2 separate regions of the Mus musculus genome follow, and region 2 is linked to region 1. The links are chromatin contacts, called in public ChIA-PET maps. All regions are on one chromosome and are shown on one strand. Each heading gives the region's core, a stretch centred on a gene start, on an enhancer-like site or on the middle of the called end of the contact. The rest is flanking DNA. Distances are from core to core; before and after follow the strand shown.

The links. ChIA-PET counts read pairs in DNA pulled down with a chosen protein or histone mark.
Region 2: an RNA polymerase II ChIA-PET map of memory CD8 T cells shows a contact between it and region 1, with 8 read pairs. The contact joins the enhancer-like site here to the promoter of Nr1d2 in region 1. A contact is called at or near these places in 1 of 39 promoter capture datasets (pre-B cells) and 2 of 115 datasets of contacts at active chromatin or transcription factors (double positive thymocytes and memory CD8 T cells).

Annotation. Positions count from the first base shown.
Region 1 is chr14:18,236,463-18,242,560 of GRCm38.p6, reverse strand. It overlaps Nr1d2 (nuclear receptor subfamily 1, group D, member 2), which reads left to right and starts at 3,455. Exons shown (of 8, transcript NM_011584.4): 1 at 3,455-3,750. The coding sequence starts at 3,735. It also overlaps the pseudogene Gm7084.
Region 2 is chr14:18,663,731-18,669,864 of GRCm38.p6, reverse strand. The region is part of intron 3 of Ube2e2 (ubiquitin-conjugating enzyme E2E 2); the gene reads left to right. Among named protein-coding and RNA genes, the nearest start is that of Gm22499, 150 kb to the left of the region's middle. Within about 2 kb of position 4,049, at least 63 of the 459 cell types and tissues checked have an H3K27ac peak or open chromatin away from gene starts, as enhancers often do. A contact at or near this core is called in double positive thymocytes and memory CD8 T cells, where this site is marked.

The DNA.
Region 1 (6,098 bases), core at 2,206-4,705:
CTTGCGGCACTGCTTGGTCAGCACCCCCTCGCCTAGGAGCACACGGCAAGGCCTGCAGTTGCCCCGATGCCCCAAAACAGCTCTCCACTGCTGCAATCCGCTGGCTGTTGACCTCCTTGTTTGCCAAGTGGTCCACCATCTTCTCAATAGCTAAGCTCCCATGGGAACCTCTGAGTCCGCACAGCCAGTCCCGAACTCCCTGTCAGTCTTTATGTATGCATTTCTCTGTTTTGTGTCAGATAACTTCAATATACCTTGGCTGATGTGTCACCTAACTTCTTTGCTTCCTTCTGTAATATAAGTCTGATGCTCGCTTTGAGAAATTACATTCAGATACAGCACTCTCTCTGTGTCAGTGTCTGTCACTTTCCGCCAACTCCTTGCTCACCTGAACACCGAAACCCTGGTTCCCGTGGGTTGAGGGACCCACTGAGTCCAGTCTACGGCACCTCAGGAGGTAACTTCTGAGGACAGCATCATTCAGCTGAGTTGTGGGTAGAAGAAAGTATGAATGGAGTAAGCATACACCTGCTGTCAGTAGTCTGAGAATTTAGAGGCTAAGCCACAAACACCACAGTGTTAACAGCTGAGGCTCAGTTCAAAGACAGCACAGTGGAAAAAGCAATTCTCGTTGCAGCCTGGCACTCTGGGAAAACATGGTATGGATGTTGTTTCTGTGGTAAGAAGTACAATGAGATTCCAGTGGCTAGTAGTGTATAGTCACAGGCCTTGCTTAGAGTTCTCTGTCTCTGATAGTTACTGCAAACCTCTGGAGGAAAGAGTCAGGCTTCTTAATTTATTTTTTATTAGTATATGGGCATTGCCTGTTTATATGTGTGTACCACAGCGTTGCAATGCATGCAGAGGCCAGAAGAGGATGTTAAACCCCCTGGAACTGAAGTCACAGATGTTGTAAAGCTACCATGTGGGTATTGGGAATCAAACCCAGGTCTTCTGGAAGAGCTGTTAGTACTGGAAGTCTGCAGTCTTAAAAGCCTGGAGGCTGAGGCACAGGCTTTATTTTTTACCCATATTATTATTGATGAGTCAGGCTTATATTCTTGAGAAATATTTTCCATTTTGATTATTTTAAAAATTTAAACATGTGTGGATGTATGTATGTATGTATGTATGTATGTATGTATGTATGTATGTTACTATCAGAGAATAAAGGGCCGGTTAACCAAAATGGCTGGATTATATTGGGAAGGGCAGCTAGGGAAAAGGGAAGCCCAGACTTTGGGCTGGAGACTATGGTGGTGGGTAGGATATGCAAGCCATACCCTGTAAGAAGGAGGGACTGAAGGATGCTGGGAGAACCTGGTGACCAGGCCCATTTTCATGTTAAATAGGCACCTCAGTTTAGAACCATTATAGCCATTTGTTCTGGTTTGAGACTTAATGTCCTTCCTTCCTATCTATCTATCTATCTATCTATCTATCTATCTATCTATCCATCCATCCATCCATCCATCCATCCATCCATCTATCTATCTATCTATCTATCTATCTATCTTCTATCTGTTTTCACAGCAAAACTGGATGGGAATTACTAAGAGTTCCTATGTACCTTCTGTTCTCCACAGAGATGTAACTTGTCCCACAGTCAACATTCTGCCCCACAGGGGCACATGGGCATGTCATTACCACCAAAGCTAGTTAACTCCTGATGTTAGACATCCCTGTTTTTGTGACAGACACATTCACTTGTATTCTGTGCCACAGTGTTATACAGAATGAGTTTCCTTGTCCTCTGTGCTCAGTGTTTTAATCTCTTTTCTGATGATGCCTAGCAACTAGTGATTTTCTTTTCCACCTACTTGTAGTTTTGCTATGCCAAATGCCATGTAGTTGCTATCATACACTAGACAGCCCTTTAAGAGCATGACCCACTTGTGATTTTTCTTTCTAGAACGTTTGCATTAACCTCATTTTACTTGAGGTAGATGGTAGTTGATACCCCATATGCAAAGGCAAGCTGCAATAGAAGCTGGGAAACCTGCACTGATATCCTGTGAGGATGATTAAGCCTGGAGGCAAGGAAGTAGAGGACATCTGGGTCAGAGACCTTATGAGACCCGGGCAGAGTTCTTACTCAGCTGAGCAGATTAGGGGAAGACCGTGGAGTTTTTCAGTGTTGAGGCAGAGTCATAGGGTCTATTTACTGTTTTAAAAATAACTGCTGGGGAGAAAAGACTGTTGGAGCCGACTCCAGAGTTGTTGCAGCAGCCCAGGCTAGACCGGATCTAGACTCACAGCCATGGCTCCCACCCCAGATGTGTTTGGGGGGAGAACAGCAGAGGTATTGTGAGGGTAGTCTAGCTCAACTTGCTAAGGATGAAATAGAGTATAAAAAGCAGCGATTTCTCGCCTGTTAGAAACGTTTAAATTGCTGATTTCAGGCTGATTAGCTAACAGAAAAGATTGCTATTGGTGGAAAGTGGGGAAATGTTCACATGTAAACTTGTCTATCTTACGACATGCTCCAACATTCTATACCTAAATATTCCTGGGCAAACTGGGATGCATTTTGCAACGGTCATACCCAAAGCCTAAAATTTCATATAAACTGTCCTATCGGTGCCAATATCTGTTAGCTCATTTAAAATATATACCTTAAAGCACATCTTCCTGGATTCACCTCAAGCACGTATCTAATTTGTTTCCATTTTCAGTTTGCTAGAAAATTTACATGCAAGGTGAAATGCACCAGTCTGTAGTATACTTTTGCTGAGTTCTAAAAATGCATGTACACATCCTAAATGAGAGAGAGGTCAAGGGACATTCCTAACCCGCTGATGGATATGGGAATCCAGAGCTGAGATTTTCGCTGGAAATGTGAATGTGAGGATCACCACAACACAGGTTTATTTAGGTGATGAGCCTGGATAAAACACCTAAGGTGATAGGAAAATGAAGGGTTGACTCCGGAAGCTAGATGTTGAGAGCGTTGGGCAGGAGACGCCAGTCAAGCTCAGAGTCCTGGAAAGCTTGGCGGCAGTAACCATGTGGGACCATGGAGGTGACCAGATTGGCTTGTGCTAGGGAGGAGGGAGCAAACAACCTCTAGCAGCGGGAGATCTGCAGGCAAGGGATAAGCGGCTGCGAGACAGGCTGGGAAGGAGGGAGGGGGGTGAGGTGAAGTGGGCGGGGTCGGTGCTGGGAGGAAGGCCGGGCCCGGCATGGCAGAGGGGCGAGGCTTGAACAGGAGCAACGGGAGGGGACGGGGCCGACGGGCCAAGTCCAGGGAGAGACGTATCCAAACAGAGGGGGCGGAGCCGGGAGAAGGGAAAGTCCAGAGCCAGAGTGTAAGGAATGGAGGGAAAAGGAGAGGGCGTGTCTGGGGAGGGGCTGGTGGGTCCACGGATTGGAAGAAGAGGTCAGGACCGCTCGTTGGGGGCGGAGCCTGTATAGAGGAAGTGGGCGGAGCCAAGGGTAGGAGCGGGAGAGTCGAGGAGAGGAGGAGCGGGCGGCCTGAGGAGGAGGAGCGGGCGGAGTCACCGCACCGCCGGCGGCGGCGGAGGAGGGGGGTGTGCGCGGATCACATGGTCGAGGAGCCCTCCAGGTCAGCTGCCGTGCCCGCTGCCGAGCCCTGCCACAGGAAACTGCTGTGCCGCGCTTGTGCCGTGCGGCCCCCAGGAGCCGCCCGCACCCGGTGCTCATGATGTGGGCCCGCGAGCGCCACCGCCTGCAGTCCCGGGCGGCGCGGTGAGGGCCGCACCCTGTCCAGCGCCATGGAGCTGAACGCAGGTAAATGTAGGAGGGAGGCTCGGGGGTCAGGGATGCGTGTCTGTGCGTCCATCTCGCGTGGGGTTGCTGGGATCCCGCACTCGGGCTCCCCGCGCGCCGGACGCCCCCCTCACATGGCCCTGCCGCACTGGCCACGTGCACGGTGTGTTTACGTTCGGCGGCGCGGGCGCTGGTTGGCTGCGCGGGCGAGTGACGCAGCATTACATAATGCGAGCTGGGTGGTGGCGGGCGGAGACACGTGAGGCCGCGGGGCGACCCACATTACCCGGGGCCGGAGGAACACGTGGGGGCGGTGCCGCGGGGGGAGCCCATAGTCTGCGCGAGGCCCCGCCCCCGGGGCCTCCGCCGTGACGTGGCCTCGGTCCCGGGTCTCCCGCTGTTGCCCACTGCGGGGCCCGCTGCGCATGCGCATCCGCCGCAAGTTCGGCGCTGGTCCCGCCGCAGTGCGCGCGGCAGCCTGCGCGTCCCCGGGTGACCCCGGCAGGGCTGACCTTGCTAGACAGGGAGTGCGTAGGTCGTTCTCGCTCAGAGTCTTGCGGGAGTCGCGCAGCACCTTCCGGATGGACAGCGTGTACAGAGCAATTCGCTTCCAGGGGGACTTAGCCTAGAAGTCCTTTTAAGCATGGAGGGGAGGGGAGGGGCTTTTCTGCTCGCAGCTCGCTCTGATCTGAGGACTGGTGATCTAGGATTTCAGAACCTTACGTAAAACTTTTATTTACGTTAAAAACGTTTTAGCTTCGCGCCCAAGAGTTTGAGGCAGATGGCGGCAGAAAGTAGCAAGCATGGGCTACTGTGTGAGATCCTCACTCAAAATGCCCAAAGAACAAAATAACCCCTTTTGTTTTCAGGACTGACTTTGAACCCCCAAAAGACATGGTCATATAATACCTAACCTTCCTCGCTTCGCTTTAGTCGACCGCAGTGATGACCCTTATACCTGAAGCAAATGAAGTTTTCATTTTGAATATTTTGAGTTCTTTGCACTTTTAAAAACCATCGCAGTTCTAACATATGTTTTATGAATTTTTAGACCAGTGGTCAAATTAGTTTCAGGACTATTTTGATTACCTATAGTCCTTCTTAGTCATTGCCGCATATGAAATATTCAGTCACATGGAGGTGAACCTTTTTTTCATTCGAAATTTAGAGGTTGATAGATTGAGCCTGTTCCAACCCTGCCCTTCGCATGGATTCTTCAGCTGGCTTAGGTTTCTCTGATTTGAGTTTTTGGAGGACATGGTTATTAATGTTAGTCTTGATTTTTGGAGCTACAAAATGTGAACATTTTCTTGGGTGGCTGTTGACTGCTTCTTTCCCCTGCCCATTTTCAGTTCTTTCTTGGGCCTTGCTTTGTGTTTTTCTAATCCTGTTTAACCCCTGTTGCCCTCTGGGATGGCAAAGTGAGTAGACTATTGTGGAAGTGGCTCGGCATTTCCGTGGTTTAGGTTGGTTCTTTGCTTTGGATCCTGTTGCAAATTAATATCCCCCCCCTCCCCCGTTAACCCCCCTTCCCCCACACATGCATATACACACACACACCACACTTTCTCTTTGGAATATTGCTCTGCTGACTCATAGTAACCATGGAGGCAGCTAGGAACTTTTTCATGGGAAGTATTTGAAGTTAAGATTTCATCCATCATTCAGAAATTGCCTGATCTGAAACACATAAATTTGCAGTTTAGTCTTGAGTTTCCTCTTGTTCATATGACAATGAGTTTAGGCCTGTCATCTGATATGTTACAGTTTCTGCAACCTACCTTTCAGGTGAAGCTGATAGCATTCCTTTTACCTTCCTTTTGAGGGTTGTAAACATTACCTTATTGCCAAATTCAGCGGTATCAGTTGACACTTTGAACCAGAGGTCATTCATCATACTGCCTTATGATTCATGGCATGCAGTCTTTCCTTGCTTGTCTCACAGATGAGAAATTGACTCTGCAATTTTTTTTTTTTTTTTTTTTTTGGTTTTTCGAGAAAGGGTGTACTGGCTAGTTTTGTGTCAACTTGACACAGGCTGGAGTTATCACAGAGAAAGCAGCTTCAGTTGGGGAAATGCCTCCATGAGATTCAGCTGTAAGGCATTTTTTTCAACTAGTGATCAACAGGGGAGGTCCCCTTGTGGGTGGTGCCATCTCTGGGCTGGTAGTCTTGGTTCTATGAGAGCATGCTGAGCAAGCCAGGGGAAGCAAGCCAGTAAAGAACATTCCTCCATGGCCTCTGCATCAGCTCCTGCTTCCTGACCTGCTTGAGTTCCAGTCCTGACTTCCTCCAGTGATGAACAGCAATGTGGAAGTGTAAGCTGAATAAACCCTTTCCTCCCCAACTGCTTCTTGGTCATGATGTTT
Region 2 (6,134 bases), core at 2,800-5,299, 430 kb before region 1:
AAAGGGCAGGAGGCAGACAGCTGGTGCTCTAGTGGGGTCAAGTGTGTCTCACATGCTGGGCTAACCTTCTTTATGACTCCTTTCTCAAGTAGCAGCCATAGCCCAGTTGCCCAGAACAAGCCAGCTTGGGGCACTCTATCCTGTTTCTCCTGTAATTACTTGTTTGAACTGCTGAGAGCAGGACTGACTTTTCAGCAGAATGCTCAGTGGGGTGGCTGACTGGTCTGTGAAATGCATGATGCTCAGTGGAGTGACTGGTCTATGAAATGCATGATGCTCAGTGGGGTAACTGGTCTGTGAAATGCATGATGCTCAGTGGGGTGACTGGTCTGTGAAATGCATGATGCTCAGTCGGGTGGCTGGCTGGTCTGTGAAATGCATGATGCTCAGTGGGGTGACTGGTCTGTGAAAAGCGTGTTGCTCAGTGGGGTAACTGGGATGTGAAGTGCATGATACTCAGTGGGGTGGCTGACTGGTCTCTGAAATGCATGTTGCTCAGTGGGGTGACTAGTCTGTGAAATGCATGTTGCTCAGTGGGGTGGCTGGCTGGTCTGTGAAATGCATGATGCTCAGTGGGGTGACTGGTCTCTGAAATGCATGATGGCTGAGTATTTGAGCAACCAAGGAGAAAAAGTGACAGCTCAACATAAGTAGCTTCGTGACCTATGTGTCAGTCCTCCTTTCTGTATCAGGCTAGCCTCTGGTGCTCTGGTTAATGTGAACCGTTTCAAAGGCCGCTTGTTGTAGTTGTGGTACTTCTGGGAAAAATACTGAATTTTAGATTAAAGTAAGCAGGCTATTTTAAAGTTCATCATTGCCAGGCAGTGGTGGCACCCGCCTTTAATCCCAGTACTTGGGAGACAGAGGCAGAGGCAGGCAAATTTCTGAGTTAGGCCAACCTGGTCTACAGAGTGAGTTCCAGGACAGCCAGGGCTACACAGAGAAACCCTGTCTCGAAAAACCAAATAAATAAATAAATAAATAAATAAATAAATAAATAAAGTTCATCATTTCTACTGGAAACACTGTTATTAAGTCTAATTCCTGATTGTTGTGATGAGCACACTACAAAAATGCACTACATCTTTATTTTTTTTATGGAGGTTGTGATAAATATAGTTTAAAGTAGGTAAGCTGGGCGTGGTGGCACACGCCTTTAATCCCAGCACTCGGGAGGCAGAGGTAGGCGGATTTCTGAGTTCGAGGCCAGCCTGGTCTACAAAGTGAGTTCCAGGACAGCCAGGGCTATACAGAGAAACCCTGTCTTAAAAAAAAAAAAAAAAAAAAAAAAAAAAAAAGGAAGTAAGACAGAACAAAATCCCCAGGTACTAACCAAAGAAGGGCTGAGAGGCCTGGGAACTGTGCCACAGCCCTCCTTTCACAGAGTGCTTCCCAGGTTCTCATGAACCTCTGGGCTCTATTCCAGCACCACATAAACTGAGTGTGGTAGCCTACATCTATAATCTGTGGAGGATCTCAAATTCAAGGTCGTGCTTGGCTAAGATACATGAAGGCCATCTCAAAATTATGACTTAATTAAAAATAAAAGAAATTCTAAAAGAAAAACTAAGATTTGTTGAGCACTGTCCTTTTTTTAATGTAGTAATTTCTCCTATGAAAATTGGATAAGTTAGAACTGAGGTGTGCACACCTATAACTGGGATATTTAAAGCTCCCACTGTGTGCTTCTTTGAGTCTGAAGAACCTTCAAAGTCATAGTGAGTGTTAAATGAGATACTGCTGATAAACAGCTTTATAAACCAATGAGTACACTGGTTAGTACAGATTTCTCTAATCCTCAGACCCAGTTCTCTTCTGGAGACAAATACTGCTGTTCTCCATTTCAGATGTGTTCGCTCCCTGGTGCAAGAACACAGTGCCAACCATCCTTCCCAGCCACATAGCAGTGATGACAGCTCCCAATCCAGAGAATAAGAGCTGTGCTGTAAGGTGTCCTCAGAGTACTGTTTCCTCAACTCTTCAGCTTCATAGAGGAGCACATTTCTGAGATATTTACGAAATAAGCATAATCATCTCACTAATTGTAAGTTTAACCTGTGAGCATAGCAGGCCACTAGAATCCATAGGAGAGGTGAAGAGATATGTTTTCCTCACTTTTGTTCTGCTTTGATTTCTTTCCATGAGATAATATATTTTTAGATGGCCATTGTGCTGGCTAGTTTTATATCAACTTAGTACCAGCTTGAATCATTTGGGAAGAGGGAGCCTCAAGTGACAAAATGCCTCTACCAGACTGGCCTAAGAGCAAGTCTGTGGGGGCATTTTCTTGTTTATTGATTGATGTGGGAGGCCCCAGCTCACAATGGGTGGCATCTCCCCTGGGCTGGTATTCTCCTGGGTTCTAAAGGAAAACAGCTGAGCAAGCAATGAGGAGCAAGCCAGTAAGCAGCATTCCCCATGGCTTCTGCATCTGCCTCTTCCTTCTGGCTCCTGCCCTGTTTGAGTTCCTGTCCTGGATGATAAATTACATGCTGTAACATGAAATAAACCCATAGCTCTTTCAAGTTGCTTTTGGTCATGATGTTTATCACAGTAATAGAAACCCTAACTAAGACACACATTAACTGCTCTAAAAATTAATTTTAAGTACATTAGAATTCTTGTCTACATGATGTGTCTATTGGTTATTATTTTATAGTAGAATTTCTTGGAGTTTATTATATTAGAAAAACAAAACAAAGAAGTTAGAAAAAGAATTACTTGCTTAAGTTTCATGTTCTGTGTTGTAATTTGAATCTCATCCAAAGCTATAAAAAAGACCAAAAACTATAGAATAAATTGTGAGGAAACCTAAGACAGGTTGGCAGGTTAGAGGAGGGGAGCAAATCATGCTGGGAAATGAGCATTCTTCACAATGGGTTCTCTTACAGCAGGGGAAAGGTCACCTCCTAGCAGACCATGCACAGTGTTCAGCCTGTACTCAGCAGGTTGTTTCCTCTGCAGGTGCTGTCTAGATGTGCATCCCACAAGAAGTCACATTGAGACAGTGCACTTAGAGTAACAGCTCTTCTATAACTGTACATGAACTAAGAAAAAACCCAAGCTGCTAAGCCAATTCTTGTAGGCATATGGATATACATGCTAGAATTAAACACATTTTCATGTTGTTGTATAAAGTATTTACATTCAAATTCTGACCCTTAGAAGCATTAGGAAGGGCCTGGGGGAGTATGTGACATACATTGTGATGCGTTTTATACAGTTAAAGGTGTAGCATTTCTGTGCAGTTTCTGACCCCAAAATTCGGGACTGCCTGGTATTTCCCTGCTTGGTGTAGCATGCCTAATCCAGGCCTAAGGCAGAGTTTGTTTTCAGTTCTTTCTGAGATTCAAGAAGCTTCATTAGCAAAGAAAAGGAGTGGCATCAAGGTGTGACTACACAAGCTCAGCTAATAGGAATAGGGTTCCTGTTTATCAAATGGGAGAAGGAATGTTGGTGAACTGGATGGGCTGTGATCACTCAGATTCCATCTCATTGTTCTGTAAATGATGATTTCCAATAGATGTCTATTTGCCTTCAGTTTTCCACCTTACTTACTTGGGCATGTGTATTTAAACTGAACCCAGGTCTGAGGGCACACATTTTTGCCTGTTTGCTTTCAGGGTTTGCCAGATGCGCTCTTCTTACCAAGCACATCTACTCCTTGCCTCTGAAGAGCTCTCTTCCCTAAATGAATTTTACTATTCAGGTTTTTTGGGTTTTTTTGTTTGTTTGTTTTTGTTTTTGTAATAAAATGAATTTTTTTTCTCTTTTGTAAGCCTACCCAGGTAAATTAAGATCAAAGATGAAAATTACAAGTGATAAAACTAATAGACATTGTAAATTCCCCCATAATTCATTGCACTGTGATAACTTTTAGCTCACCTCCAAATTGTAATTATGAGAAATCAAGTGGGGGTAAATGAACCATGACCATGATGAAACAACACTTAAAACTACCCACAACTTGCACAGGAGAGGAGGGGAATGGAGCTGTGTGCTGGGGAACTGTCTACACACACCCAGGCCCTCTGTGGTAACCCACTTCCTGTCCCAGATGTGCCACACAAGCCCAACATGTAAGCAGATTGTGCATGAAGCTCCTGGGAAAGGTTCACAGGCTGATAGAACTGTCTCCTTTCTTGATTGTGTGAGCCTTAGAGTCTCTGTGCCCTGTGAGACCACAGGGCAGAAGGAAGCCCCCTTCTTTCACGTTGTCTTTGCCAATTCATGTATTCTTGGTTAGCATATAGAGTTTGAAAAGGAGAACACATACTTTGGAGCAAACAGTTTTCTTCTGACAGTTGAAAGCTTTTTCTCCACCCTCATTCCAGTTCTAGTGGGCTTCAGTAAAGTCAGATGCTCATTTCTGCTTTTCACATAAGGTGCCCCTGACAGGGAGGTAAAGTGACACAGCCACTGCTCACAGAGCACAGCCATGACATGCAGCCACAACTCAGTTGTGACACTTCTGAACTGTTTGTATTTGAGCCAAGTCTGCCAAGTTGGTAGTTTGAGCCACTGAATTGTCAGCTGATACATGGTTGGAATTAGTATAAAAGCCAGACAAATAAGGAAAGCTGAACTCCAGATATGGTTAAAGCCTCAACTACATCTTTAAGCCTCATTGGTGCCAGCTTTAAGGGGGCGGGGGGGGGGGGAGGTCAGTGGGTGGCACCTATAGGTCTTCAGGACACAGCAGCTTGGCCCTAAAAGATAGTAAAGCTCAGATACACCAAATGTAGAGGCCTGTTAGGGAAACTGAAGGTGTGGACATTCTTGGGAGAGACATAAGAATGCAAAAGGTAAGGTGCTCTATCTTGTTCATGTGAAGTTGTGTCCTTTCACTCATGATCTTGTAACCTCTGAGAAGAATTAAAAGCAGAATCCATTTACAACCACACTGAGGAAAACCTGAGGCTTGATCATTTCCTGGTCAGTTTCATTAATAAATTAAATGAACAACCCTCAGATTTTCCTCAGTGTGTTCAGATAGATTCTGTTCTTAGTTCTTCTCTCTCAAATACATGGGGGAAATGGATATAATTTTTTTTTACCTACTGATATTAATTTTATAATTCCACACACAGTATCCTGTGTTATCACGAGTGTGACTTATTAAAATGCTATACAGATAATAGATAATGACTAGCATGTGTGATATAGTGTGGTTGCTGGGATAAAGCACAATTACTCATGGCTTTTCATCAGCAGCCCCAGGCAAATATCTTTAGTATTAAACAAATACACTCTATTTCCCATAATCATGCTATTTGAAGTATATTACATCTTGAATATGAAGTTAACATATTCTGATTGAAATGTCTTGATTGCATTACATATTCTAAAAACTCCAAGTACTGCAATAAAACTGCTACCTCAAGAATAATGTGAGACGCTGATGTGATATTTATATTAAATGTGATTTTCTCCTATTGTGTTGAGTTTTCTGAAATTATAACAAACTCTAATGTCATCGAGCTCTGGTTGTCATGTAAACTTAGGAGTGAGCTCAAGTGATCTGTCTTAAATATCCCACTATGGAATTTATTTGAAATCCATTGTAGCATTTTTAATAATACAAGCTTAGCATCATTCAGGATGAAGCATTATATTGTTACATAGCATAATTTAGAAATGTTTCCATGTTGTTGTCACTATATTGTATTAATTTCAACTTTATATTTTCATTATTAACACTTTCTGTACTTCGTATGCTGCATATGCTTCAGATTGTTGGGAACTGTATGTGAACATAAACCATTGTGGATAGATGCATCAGGGGAAAGAATCAGGGCTTTCAGACTACAAAGATTATTGTAAAGATTACAGTGTTCATGATCAGTTAAAATGCACAGAGTCTGCAAACTGACCCTGGGTCCTGTTCCCAAGCAAGAGGTTTGTGAATCATTCTCATAGCTAATCTGCATCTCGGGTTGGTCATAAATGCCTGGCCTGTCACTAGCAAGAAAAGCACAACCAACTCTAGCAGAAGTGCTTAGCTTGGCAGGAGCAGTGGGCATAGTCTATGAGGGTAAGTGACTGAGCCGGGAGTAGAGAATGTTCACTGGGTGTCTTAGATCACTGATGATAAGTTGGCTCATTAATCTGTTGTTAGAGGGCATTTAATTCTT